2 separate regions of the Anser cygnoides genome follow, and region 1 is linked to region 2. Evidence: chromatin contacts called from public Hi-C data. All regions are on one chromosome and are shown on one strand. Each heading gives the region's core, a stretch centred on a gene start, on an enhancer-like site or on the middle of the called end of the contact. The rest is flanking DNA. Distances are from core to core; before and after follow the strand shown.

Evidence for each region. Hi-C and Micro-C count contacts between places; a contact is called where the count stands out from the background.
Region 1: a Hi-C map of liver shows a contact between it and region 2, with 1.8 times the contacts expected there. The contact joins the promoter of COG7 here to the promoter of KDM8 in region 2. A contact is called at or near these places in 2 of 7 Hi-C or Micro-C datasets (granulosa cells and liver).

What each region holds. Positions count from the first base shown.
Region 1 is chr15:763,998-770,768 of Taihu_goose_T2T_genome, forward strand. It overlaps COG7 (component of oligomeric golgi complex 7), which reads right to left and starts at 2,353. Exons shown (of 17, transcript XM_066977788.1): 1 at 2,096-2,353; 2 at 1,635-1,783; 3 at 972-1,088; 4 at 640-808. The coding sequence starts at 2,261. It overlaps GGA2 (golgi associated, gamma adaptin ear containing, ARF binding protein 2), which reads right to left. Exons shown (of 17, transcript XM_066977790.1): 13 at 6,541-6,692; 14 at 5,570-5,739; 15 at 4,444-4,613; 16 at 3,895-4,005; 17 at 2,796-3,271. The coding sequence ends at 3,161.
Region 2 is chr15:299,063-305,391 of Taihu_goose_T2T_genome, forward strand. It overlaps KDM8 (lysine demethylase 8), which reads right to left and starts at 1,495. Exons shown (of 6, transcript XM_066977959.1): 1 at 996-1,495; 2 at 699-865. The coding sequence starts at 1,460.

The sequences.
Region 1 (6,771 bases), core at 1,103-3,602, 470 kb after region 2:
CCACGCAGTGCTGTGCAGTGGAACACCACAGCCCCACACCCTCAGCAGCACCTCCATGTGGACACAGAGGAGAGGCAGCAACCAGAACAAGTGTTTTTCAGAAGTGCTGTGACAGCAGGAGAGGAAAAGAGAACGAAGAACAGTCCAGAAATATAAAATGATTCTCTACGTAAAGGAGAAAGTTTATAAAACAACTTTTATAAAGGCAGTGAGGAGTCAGAACGCTTCCAAACAAGTTTCCATCTTGGTTACAACACCCATTTCTCCCAAATAAGCCCAGTAGCACTGCGATAACACAAAACCAGAGGCCTTCTACCAATTTGAGCAGCATTTCCCATTTACAGGGCATCCACGGCATAACTAAATTATGCCAGCAGGGTAGCCCTGCCTCAGCACCTCCATTTCACACATCTGCATGACCTTTATAAGCAGATAAACTAGTCCAGACTGCAAAGATGCACTGGACCACAGGCAAGTGCAGAGCACCTAACATTTCATTGCACCCGGCTCCACCAGAAAAAGCACAGAAACACAGAGACAGAAGCCTTCGGGACACATACTGCACACCCAAATAACATTGTACTTTTTGAAAACAGATAAACTCTGCACCGACAGTAAATGACGCCAAGCCTTACTGACCTACAGACTGAGAGTTAAAAGCAGCAACAATCTGAGGGCTGGCCATGGCCTCTAGTCGGTTCTTCAGAGCCTCAAGATGCACGCACTTCTCAGAGTAATCCGGTGTATCCACAAGCATAGCCAGGCTGCTCTGCATACTTGTTAGCTTGGCCGAAATTGCAGACACATCCTGCCACCAGGAAAAGATAACGAGCTTACTTAACGTGACATTAGAAAGCATTAATACCTGTTTCAAAATGACATTTTAAAGGCACTTCAAGAACCTGCTTTTAAATGCAGTTTGCCTGGGAATTTGAAGGCCCAAAGACCAAAAAGAGCAATGTGGTACCTACCTGTGTTTTAAGAGTCTCTTCAATGTCTGCACTTAACGTGCTCCATTTGTCTGCTTCCTCAAGTGACTCTGCAGCCAACTGCATTCTAGATTTCACTCGGTCAATCTCTACCAGGACCTGAAGGAAAACAAACAAACAAAACAAAAAACATTACCCATCGAAAGAGGGACTGCAATGGTTACTTCCGTTACGGGCGTTATTTTTAGTGTAGATTTTTAAAATTGGGTAAAAAGATCATGCCTGTTACAAAGAGAAAGGAGTTGGCTGAAAGAGCTAGAGATGTTAAAACAACTTTGAAAATCAAACACCACAAGGTCAGTTAGAATTGTTGTACCAGTAGGTACTAAAAGTACAACATTTGCCCGAATGACATTACGTAGCCCAGTTAACAACAGGCAGAAACCTTGCCAATCGGCGCTACCAGCCAGGTAACAGCTGCTCTGGCTGCAGAGCTTGCTTCCTTAGCTAACCGCCACTTAAACGCGACCAGCTTTTGTGCAGAAGTGCCGGCTGCGCCAGTCCACGTCCTGCCCCCTTTTCTGCCGGAACGCTAATGGAAGTGTCGCTGCGCACCTTTACTTGACCAGATCGTTTAACGCGACCAAGCCTACCGACGTTAGCATTTCGTGCTACAGATGAATGCTACGGAAGGCAAGAACCTGCCTGCATCGACTGAGCCGTGTCTTCTTCGAATTTCTTGATATCTTCTTTAACGAGGACCATTTGCTCCTTCAGGAAGGTTGCCTCCTGTTTCAGGACCTCCAGCTCCCGGAGGACTCGAGGCATGTTCTGCAGGGCCTGATGACTCGTTTCTGCAGGGGCACAGAGCAGGACAGTGAGGCGGGTCTGACAACCCTCGCGTGAAAGAAGGAGCTTTTCGGTAGCCACGGTACTTAAAAAGGGAGTAACGACGTTCAGTACGTTTAAAACTTAAACACGAACTTTAAGGTGCTCGTTTAGCAGCGCAAGGACTGCTCTCCCTCAGGACTTAAGCCGTGACAGGCAGGCAGCGCCGCGCACGGCCATCGCCACGGCGGCAGCCGGCAACCGCGGCGCCGGGCGGGCGGGCCAGGGGCGGGCGGGCCGCGGGGCCCGGCGGGGCCCGGCGGGGGCCGGCGGCGCACCTTGCAGGACGTTGTTCACCTCCTGGATGAGGACCTGCAGCTTCATCACCAGCGTGGCCGCGTGCGCGTCCGGCTGCGCGGGGCCGTCCTGCTGCCCGGCGCGGAAGGCGGCGTTCACCCAGCTCTTCACCTCGAAGTCGGCGGCCGCGAACCGCGAGATGTCCATGGCGCCGCCACCGGGCCGCGCGGCCCCGCCGACGGCCCCGGCCCCGGCCCCGGCGCACCCGGAACCGCCGCCGGGCCCCTCCCGGCCGCCGTACGGCACCGGGCGGGCACCGCCCGCACCGCTCCGCGCCGCCCCCGCCGGGCGGGGCCTGCCCGGGCCCAGCCGGGGCCGGGAGACGGGGAGGGCTCCGCCGGTGCTCCCCCCAGCTGCCCCCCGGTGCCCGCCCCGCGCAGCACCGGCAGCGCGCCGAGGGGAGCGGGGCCCGCGGCCGCCCGGGCTCTGCGCGGCACGGGGCGCGATCGGGTCCCGCCCGGGGGGCGGCTCCGGCCCGGAGAGCCCCCGGAGCGCCGAGCGGCACCGCACGGGGTGCTCCGCAGGGCTGGCGGCCGCCCCCCGGCTCCCCCCGGCTGTGCTTCCCCGCCAGCCGCCGCCCCGGGCCCTCCCGGCCCCGTCCCGTGCCCGCAGCCCCGCCCGTGCCCAGCCGCTCCCCTGACAAGGGCTGGGGGGTTCGGGATTCACGAGCCCCACACGGGCTGAGCGCTGGTCCGTGTATTTTTTAAACCAGAAAAAGCACGTAACGGGAAAGGGGGCCCGGAGAAGAGCAGGGAAGGCGGTACAGAGGAAGCCTGCGGGCGCTCAGGGTGCAGGGCCCTACACAAGGGGCAGCTGCAAAGCAGGGGCAGCTGCAAAGCAGGGGCAGCGACACAAAGGCCGTGGCAGAAGCAGCCAGGTGCACTCCTGCCAGACACCTGCACAGAAACCAGAAGGAAGGGGACGACAGATCCTGAGGAAAGGAGCCGTTGCCCAGGCCCGGCGGGCACTCCTGGCACGCGGTCCCCCAGCTCCCACCCTCGCCATCATCCCCAAGGCAATGTGGCAATGTCCGAGCCAGACGAAGTTCAGCTTTTGCCCCACAGCTCTGCTTCTGGGAAGCTGGTCACCTCTCCCACCTCGCTGAGGGGCTGCTCGCCTTGCGTGAATGTTAGCTTGTACCTTAGGCGGATGGGAACCTATGGGAGAAAGGAGCAGAGAGAGGGCAACGTCATGGCTGCAGGCTCCTGGGTCTCCTTCCCTCATCCCTCACAGCCTTGCTGCAGTGAATCACCCTCTGCAAGGAGAGACTAACGCTTCAGACCTGCAGAAGCTCTGCATGGAACAAGACCTAGATCTTCACAACACACATAAGGAGCCCCTGGGAAGGAGACCTGTGCACACCCTGCAAGGGCGTGCTTGGAAATCCAGGCCAACCTTCTTGGAGACAGAGGACTCCCTTACACCCATCTTCTGTCCCATAGTTATTCATCAATGCAACAAAACTGCCACCCATCATTCGTGCCTTGGGTGGCCTCACGTTCCATTAGTTGCAGACAGCTACACAATGTCCTCTCCAGGTGCCATCGCAGCAGGCAGACAAGCAAAACTGTGCAGGCCATTGCAGCAACTACCCGTTCGGTCCTTCAGATTACTGGTCTGAAAAGCTGTGGCAGTGGAAAAAATGTCTTCCCAGCACAACCCAGACTTGTCTCTTCCACCCATCTCCCAACTAATAACATTGTTCCTGCCTTTCACGCTAACACTCCACCCATTACAGTCACGTTCAGAGTGACCTGCCAAGAGAATCACTGCCACGTACTTTGTGTGGATTGGCAAGCAGCAGGACCTGGGACACCACTGCTGGGGGAAGAAGAGGGCTGAAGGCTGGAAGCTCAGATCCGGATGCTGGTTGCAACTTTATTTTCATAGCCTGAAAGACAAAACAAAATGAATGCCTTTTGGTCCACGCTGAAAAAGAGCTGGGAGTATTACCAAGCCACAGAGCTAGTTAAAGATGTCAGACAGATTTTGTCATTTAATGAAATGCACGCCTATCCACAGCCTGCCTCTAAAGGCAGATATTCTTAAACAGACAATTCTTTGCTGTGCATACGGACAGAATAGGTGCCTTACCAGGAGGCTAAAGCAGAGTGTCTGGAGCCCCATTTCTTTCTCTGAAGGCTAAGGATCCACACTGAAACAGGCACCTGGGCCACAGGCACCACCATACAACTGGTTTACAGTTCAGAGAAAACGAGCTGTGCAATTTCCAATATACGAGACAAATTCTAAGCACAAAATGCCAAACCTCCTTCTCAGGACATTTCTGAGTAGTCACACTCCCTTTTATTCATCACTGGCTCCTTACCTTTGGGACTGCAGCCTGGAACACTATGTCCTTAATTGGCTGAGCCGATGTGCTCAGCATGGAGAGAACCATCACCAGCACATCTGGTCGGCCAGGAGCTGGGTCTCTGGAGAAGTGGAGCATAGCCTTGAAACCGTTCCTGTCATACACCGTAAGGGGACAGATATCGCCTGCCGGAGACAAAAGCGAAATAAGAAACAAAGCATAGATTGCCCCTCCCTTCTGAGGGCAGAACAGTGAAGACAGGATAAGGAACAGCAAAAGGAGACACTCGTACAAACTTGTACTTCCTCTAGCAAACTCTCAGGCCAAGCAGCGTACAGCGTTTGGCCATGATTTACATTTCACCTCCAGGACACAGAAAGGAATCTGAATGTCTGAATTAGGTACAGGACAACTAGTAGCTCCGTTGTTTACAGTCAGTTAGAGAGATCAGGTACGAATCCAAGAGGGAAGTTGGGAAAAGCAAAAATATAACTTCAACACGTACAGAACTTAGCCCCTTATTGCTGGGGTAAATCCACACCTATCACCATCCAGCCTTTCCAAAACCAGACAAATCCCGAGCTTGAGAGTGAAGTCAGAAGACAACTGAGTCAGTATGTCTTTGCTCCTGTATTCTTCAAAAATAACAATGGCCAAGACTCTGCAGTCCTCCTCTAACAGGACATGCCCTATAATGAGACGCTGGGGTGCCACGTACCCTGGGTAACACTCGCTCCATGAAGTGCTTTCAGACAGTGTTAAATCAAAAAGTGCAGGTGGGAAGAACAGCTCTGCCTTAGGAAGTGGGATAACTCCCATGCACAGATATCTCGTAAGCCTCTGGAAAAGAACTGCTTGAAGTTTGATTAAAGATGCTAGGGCCAAAAAGTTTAGAAGCACAGTAAGATTAGCCACGACAGGAAACTCCTGACTACTGACGAGGGAGGACAAGGACATTTCCACGGAATAACTCCTAGAACTTGCTCAAATTCTCAGATACACTAAGTCCTTCACAGAATACTCTATTTTTCTCCAGCTGGCCCTCACAACATGAAGATACTTTGGCTTTCTTGTTCCCGTGCAAGAATCACAATAAGAGCTCTATTAAGCAGAGCCGGGGCACAGAAATTATTGCACTTACTCGGTGTAATTGAAATTAAAGGGACAAAAAGGTTTGCTAGAGAAACATCATTGGAAGCTGGATGCAAAGAGGCAGCAGGCTTCTGCTCGTAGCCTAGGCTGGAGAATGAAGGATCTGCCATTGAGCTATTTGGAAGATCTGGAAAGGGCAATTTCATTGGTGACAAATCCCTGGAAAGAAAAGCATGTAGAAAGCTTTTATTAACTGGGAAGACTACATGGTATATACCATTTTCTGCTGTGTCCATTTTTGCGTTCCCAATCCCTCATCCCTTTTATGTATAAATAAAGTACGAGCTTACTCTCTCCGAGTTCTAAAAAAGCTTGAAAATTGCCTCTATTTTGTATAGAAGAAGCTGCTGTTTCGGTGTTCATTAAGGCAGACTTTGGTTTCTGTTACTGTCATGAAACTTTGTTCCAGGGCTCTGGTGGCCTGTGCAGGCTCTCTGGGGCTCTAGTCAGTGAGATTAAAGTAAGTTCTAGCTCAAAGACAATGCAGACGGCTAGGAATCTCCAGTAAAATTGCTTGGCCTATGTTCTGACAGACTGGATAAGCTCATCATAATGGTCACCTACTCTGAAGACCTGCGGAGATTAATTTGGTTCATAAACTGTTAGGTTTCTAATGAATGCCAGGAAACAATCTTCTCAGAGCCTGAAAAAAGCTGGGGAAAGTATTTTCTGAGTCACAGATTATTAAAGGAGACCTGTCTGTAAGGTTTTTGTTCCTTTAGCTCAAGAATACCTTGTTATTAAGCCATAGGATTTGTTCTACCACATTTCTGACGCTTTGAAAGTCATAGTGCGGAATTAGAATAAACAGGTGCACGACTGCTGCTTAAGAGCTGATGCATGGATGGATAGCTTGCCATCATTAACCAGATGTAGTTAAAAGGTTTTCCCAACCCTCACTGCTGTAAAACAATATTCCTCATCTCCAAAGTCAGACTGGACTGCACAGGGCTTGCTTACAAGGATAATGTCTTGGTCCTGGGAGGTGGAGAGAACTGATCAGCCAGGCCCTGAAATTCATTCTTCAATGAAGACCTGTCTTCCCAGCTCTCCTTCAGTTCCAGTGTTTCAACAGCACTTACAATTTCACTATATCCATTGCGTACACCAGTCTGAAAAAAAGGTACTTCTGGTTTATAATACTACTTAAGGTAGAAATATATGTGAGTAATCTTGTTGCAAACTGCAATT
Region 2 (6,329 bases), core at 245-2,744:
GAGTACTTTCTTCCTTTAAGAGGAATCATAAGCTTCAGCTCACAAATATTTGATTCTCATGACTGGAAATGTTGGCACCGCTGCCTACATTAAACTAATGGCACAATGTTATTACTCACTCCTGAATTCAGGTGTCTGAAACTGAACACTCAAAAGTGCTACTGAGCAAACAGCACTACTTGTACTTGTGAATGAAAGAGACAGTTATGCTTTATTCATGCCTCTCTGAAATTAAATTCCCATTGCACTATTTACCAGCAAATTCTAGGACGTAAGTATCACCAGCATCTGATCTTAAAACGAGAGTAAATTCACCGATATAGTTAATGGTTCATACTCACCTCTAGTTTCCAGTTACGTACAACAATGTGCAGGGAATTTGCCAGGGTTCTCTCCTGCACCAGACCCTGAAAGGAAGAGCTGGATTCCAGTGCAGTCTCTGCCAGCACCTGATTCCCCTGGCACACGGCAGCACTTACAACACGATGTTCTAAACTGATTTGATTCACTTCTAGCATCTATGGAAAAACATTTACTGAGCAAAGACAGTACTGCAGCAGGAAGATACGCCCAACCAAAACCAGCCCTCTCGGTGCTCGCCTTCTGTAGAGGTGTCTACCACGAAAAGGCGCGTCAAGATATCTGATGCACAAAATGATCCCCGCCTTATAAGCACGGGGAGGAAACTGATTTCTCACCTCCACTTCTTCATACACGGCCAGTGGTCAATAATTCCCTCCAAGACAACAGGCTGCTGTGGAATTAGATAGTTGTCTCTGAAGTGCTCTAGCGAAGGGCAGCGAACGTGCGGAAGCGCTTCTTCTGGCTGCACCACGGGCGCCGGAGGGGGGCCAACCCGGACCCTCTGCAACAGAAACGCCCTCCTCAGGCGGCTGCCCCCGCGGCTCCCCGCCGCCGCCCCACCGCGCCCGGAGCGGGGCCGGGCGGGGCCCGGCGGTCCCTGGCGGCGGCGGGGGAGCCCCGGGCCGCCGTACCTTGGCGCTGCCCCCGGCCGCGGCGCGCCGCTTCCCGCGGGGCAGCCGCGCCTGCAGGAGGCGGACGAGGCGGGCGAGGACGTTGTCCAGCACGGAGGCGCCCATCAGCAGCCCCATGTCGCAGAGGCGAACGGCGGGCGCCAGCGGGCGGCAGGCGGCGACCTCGGCCAGCGCGCCGAAGAGGCAGCCGTAGGCGTAGACCTGCCGCCAGGCCTTGCCGACCTCCCGCCACGGCCCCGAGTTCAGCTTCTCCCAGGCGTAGTCGCGCAGGACGTCGCCCAGGCGCCGCAGCTCCGCCGCCGCCCCGCACGGCCGGCCCGGCGCCCCGTAGAGCAGCCCGCGGGCCCGCCGCAGCAGGGGCGGGACGCAGTCGTCCACCTCGCCGCTCAGCGCCAGGGACAGCTCTTCCTCGGCACCGGGCAGCAGCGCCCGCGCCTCCGCCCACAGCGCGCCCGCCGCCGCCATGGCCGCGCCGCCGCCGGCTGTGCGCGGGCACGCCCCGGCGCTGCCGAGCGCGCGCAGCCGCAGAGCGGGCGCAGCCGCAGAGCCGGCGTCCGCAGGCGGGGCGCGGGGCGGGCGGCGCCGGCTGGGCCCGGCCCCAGGGGCCGCGAGCGGGGGCGTCCCGCCGGGCCCGCGGGGGGGGGGCCGGCAGTCCAGGTGCCCTTATAGCCCAGGTCTCACCTGTGGCCCAGGTCTCTGTGAACGATGTAATAATCGCCAACGCTCAATTTAGTTCTCACTTGGGCCCCTCACCTGCAAACCTACTGGGACTTAGTAATCGTGTGATTGATTGGTGCAGCTATTTGTATTAAGGGGGAGTATACGCGTCCAGTCCAGTTTTCTTTGTGGGGTGTCTTACATGTTAACCACGCATTGATGGTGCGAGGAAGATTGCTCTTTCCAGTCTGCAGTCTCTTTTTTCCAAAGCGGGACTGCTGTTAGTGAGCAGATGACTCCTGGAAGACTTGGGGGTTCTTGCAGCCAATGTTGGTCCTAAGTATAAGATAGAAAGAAAGTATCAGAAAGAAAGCCCACCTGGGGCCTTGCCTTCTGATTTCAGTGATGTGGGAGGAGGCTAGAAGCTTTAGGAAAGTGCACTACTGTGAGGCAACATCTTTTTGGTGGATTATGTTGCATGCTTTAATCCTTGCTTAAGAAAATGTACTTCCTGTGTGGAATATGCACCTTATTCTCCTAACAGATATCACACGGCATCTTTCAAGCCCCAGCTTGATTTTGTAACGTGCCCTGAATGTGTTGTCAGTACTTAATGATTAACTGCAAAGAAAATATTACTTAAGTTGAAATTCATCATCCCCGGAGAATGTTTTAGTATTGTAACCCAAAATCTGAAGCAAAATAATAACAAATGAGGAGTTTGTAACTTGTGAAAAATCTTAGAGGTATTGCTTGTGAGGTGTTCGATTTGTCAGACTTGATGCAAAATCCTAAGTTTACAGAAAAAGGTAAAATCATCATTTTTTGTACTGAGATCACCCATTCTTTGTTCTAATCTCAGTTGTGAGTGCTTTCATAAAAGAATTAGTGGATCTGAGTCCTTCTATTGGTGTTACTTCTAAACCTGATTCTGGGGCCCACAGTTAATGATGTTACCTTGACCATCACTGCTGGAGAAGTAATATCTGCACCAGACATCAAAAAAATGTTCCATATCTTGTCTTGCCTTTGTCTCCACTGGAAAAATCAAGCATTTGGCCAGTTCAGAATTTAATTATTTGTAGTAATATTCACTTTTACAACATTCACTCCTCCTGCAGCAATCGGAACTTGGGAATTCAGATCCCCAAATTCCAGCAATGAAACTAACCTTAAAAAGTATGGTTGGGGTTCGTATATTAAAGCAAACAGTACATATGCATTTCATGTTCATGCCTCAGGCCTAGATTCTCTGTTACTAAAGCTAGTACATTTTCAGTTAGAACTTAAAATGCTAGTTGATTTTATTAGTTTGCCCATTTAAAAAGAAATCCTTATATATGCAAATGTTTTAATGGAGTTAACAGGAGCTAACAATATTGTTAGTATTCATTAACATTAGTGAACATCGCTTAGAGCCATTTTTCTCTGAATCACTGTTTCCAGCAGTTGGTCTAGGCAGAGCTGGCACCTGTTAGCTCATTCATTCTGCAGCATGAGAGAAGGGTGTTCAGGTGGGTTTGTGTCCTGTGGCAGGCACAAGCATACAAGCTGCTGGGCTGCTGCGAGCACCGCAACCTGCCATGTCAGGGTTACTAGCGCTGTGCCCATGGTGACTGATGTCTGTGATTTTGATGCTTGAGTGAGATGGTGGGTATCTAATCCCCTGCAAGAGTCTAAACAGGGAAGATGCACTCACGAATGGCCTGGGTGGTGTAAGCATTCATTGCTCATCCCAGCAGAGGGTGCCTGTCAGTGTTAGCAGTGGGCTCGGGAATGAAGTGGAGGAAAGGCTGGTGCTGCCGCTGCCCTGCCATGTGTGTTTTAGGGTAAATAGATTGTAAGTGGGACTGTTGGCTTGTACCTTCCATGAGAACTACATTCGTTTAATGCTCTTCCTAGCCTCCTCCCAGCCACCCCCCCCCTCAAAAAAAAAAAAAAAAAAGTGCAATGTGCCCTGTGGTCCTCTGGTGAGAGTGTAAATTGATGATTGCCATGGCAGTGTTTGTTATCATGACTGACTCTGATTTTCCATTACAGAAGATGAATGGTTGTCTCTTTCTCTGGAAGAACAAAAGAATAAACTCATAAGACACAGATTTTGGATGTCTTCCTGGCTGCCTCTACCTGCTCCTTTGGACAGGAGATAAATAATATTGATTAATAATACATAGATAATTAATTGTTGCACAAGAATTATTTTCCACAGATAAGCAAATACTTCCTGCTCAAGAGTGACAGAGCCACGCATTTTGATTGTATCTTGGAGTCAAGCATAACTGTAAAGCAAAAGTGTAATGATGGATATGTCTTTATCAACCTGTTCCCTGCATTGTGTTTTTATCACTGCCATCTGCTCTGCTCAGAGTGGCAGCTGCCAGGTCTCACAAATAGCGCTGTCATGTACTTTCATGTAGAACAACATATTGTCATAATTTCTCTGATATTACTAGATGGAATAGCTTTAAGTGAGATAAGGTGGCATTTTGCTTGGCACTTCGGAGTGCATTTCATTGCAGTATGTGTAGGACACACAATGTTCTTTCTGGAGCAAGCTATAAAAGCACACCAAGTTCTACTTTCAGAAATCATTGGAAAATGCTTCTTTTTCCAAAAATCTTATGTAACATCCATCTGGAACATACGTGGCAGAGCTAAGAAGCAAATGAGACACAGTCACTATTAGTATTGCTTACATATGTAGCCTTAATTACCTTTGCTGAATGGAAATTGTGTGTTAGACTATTTTTAAAATTCAATTATTTCTCTTTTTGCTTATATCAGTTTGAATCTCCTTCATATTTGCAAACATGTTCTGACAGCTTCTTCAACGTTAAACGAAACAAAAAATCTTCACAAGAAATCTTTACAAAATTCTTTATGGCAGTAGGTACTCCTCCTGTTGTCTCAGCTGGACCTTAGGGGACCCTAGGTGTGTGTGTGTGTTGGGGGGGGGGTATAATTTTATTCCATGAAGTGTCCAGTCTAAGGTGTTCTTCTAGGCTCTCTTGAGTAATGGGAGAGAGAGATGTCTTTAGAGAGGGATTCTTCCCAGCCTGAGATGGGGTAGTTAGGGTGGACAAGAAAGTTGAAAAAATTGCTCTATGTGGGTGTCTGTTTCTCTCCTCAGGCTAGAGAAGGAAGCTAAAAGACTACCTTAGATGACCTTCTTGCCTTTTAGGCAGATAAATGTCTCACAATCACAGAATGGTTGAGGTTGGAAGAGACCTCTAGAGATCATCTAGTCCAACCCCCCTCCTCAAGCAGGGTCACCTAGAGCATGTTACACAGGATTGCATCCAGGTGGGTTTTGAATATCTCCAAAGAAGGAGACGCCACAGCCTCTCTGGGCAGCCTGTTCCAGTGCTCTGTTACCTGAACCATAAAGTTCTTCCTCATATGGCAAGGTATAGGTGAGGTGAATGACATACTGAATATAAACCAACACATCCTCTTGTTCTGAGTGCTTGCTTGCTTGTGCGTGAAGTGTAGCAAAATATTTGGTGTAATCTACCTTCACAGAGATGTCTACTTAAGATTAATGGGATACATCCTCTTTTATATATTCAACTCATTCTTTTGGATGTGTGCTTAGTGTGGTTTTTACTACACAGGTAGTACCAATGATTTCCAGAGTAAGTAGAACCACAGAATGACTTGGGTTGGAAAGGACCTTACAGACCAACTGTTTCCGCCCCCCTGCCATGCGCAGGGATACCTCCCACTAGACCAGGTCACCCAAAGCCCCATCCAGCCTGGACTTGGGCACTGCCAGGGATGGGGCATCCACAGCTTCTCTGGGCAGCCTCTTCCAGTGCCTTTCCACCCTCTGAGTAAAGAATTTCTTCTTAATGTCTAATCTAAATCTCTCCTCTTTTAGTTTAAAGCTGTTCCCCCCTTGTCCTATCACTATCTACCCATGTAAAAAGTTGTCCTCCGTCTTTTCTGTAAGCCCCTTTAAGTACTGAAAGGCTGCAGTGAGGTCTCCCTGGAGCCTTCTCTTCTTCAGGCGGAACATCCTCATCTTTCTCAGTCTTTCTTCATAGGAGTGGTACTCCAGCCCTTTGATCATCCCTTGTGGCCTCTTGTGGACCTGCTCCAACAGGTCCATGTCTTTCTTATGCTGGGGCCCCCGAGAGCTGAATGCAGTGCTCATGAGAGCAGAGTAGAGGGGGAGAATCACCTGTAGAGACAAGAAGGTTGTGTGAGACCATATCAAAAGCTTTACACAAATCAAGGCAGGTGACATTTGTTGCTCTTCCTTTGTCCACCAATGCCATCACCTGTTGTGGAAAGTAGTTGAGCAATCTCTTCTTTCTGTCTTAGATCCTGTTGTTCCTTAGTTCCTTAGTTCCTTGCAAGGAATGAACCACAAGGAAGGAACATGGTGTATAGCTCAGAGAACATACCTGCCTGTTTCAGGCAGGTCTCTTATAGATGTGTTGTAAAACTGTGACACCAAATCTGTCTGTCCACTGGAAGAGGTCCAAGGAAAATCGATTTAGGATATTTCTTCTGTCTTTTGAGCACTGGGGAAAAAACACCCTTTCTGATAAGGAAAAAAAAAAAAAAGTTGTGATAAAGAAAGTGGAATATTTATTCTTGATTCTTGTGTCATTTTCTTTTTGAAGTGTGGTAGGATGTAAAGTACTGAACAGCTGATCAACAGTATGAAGG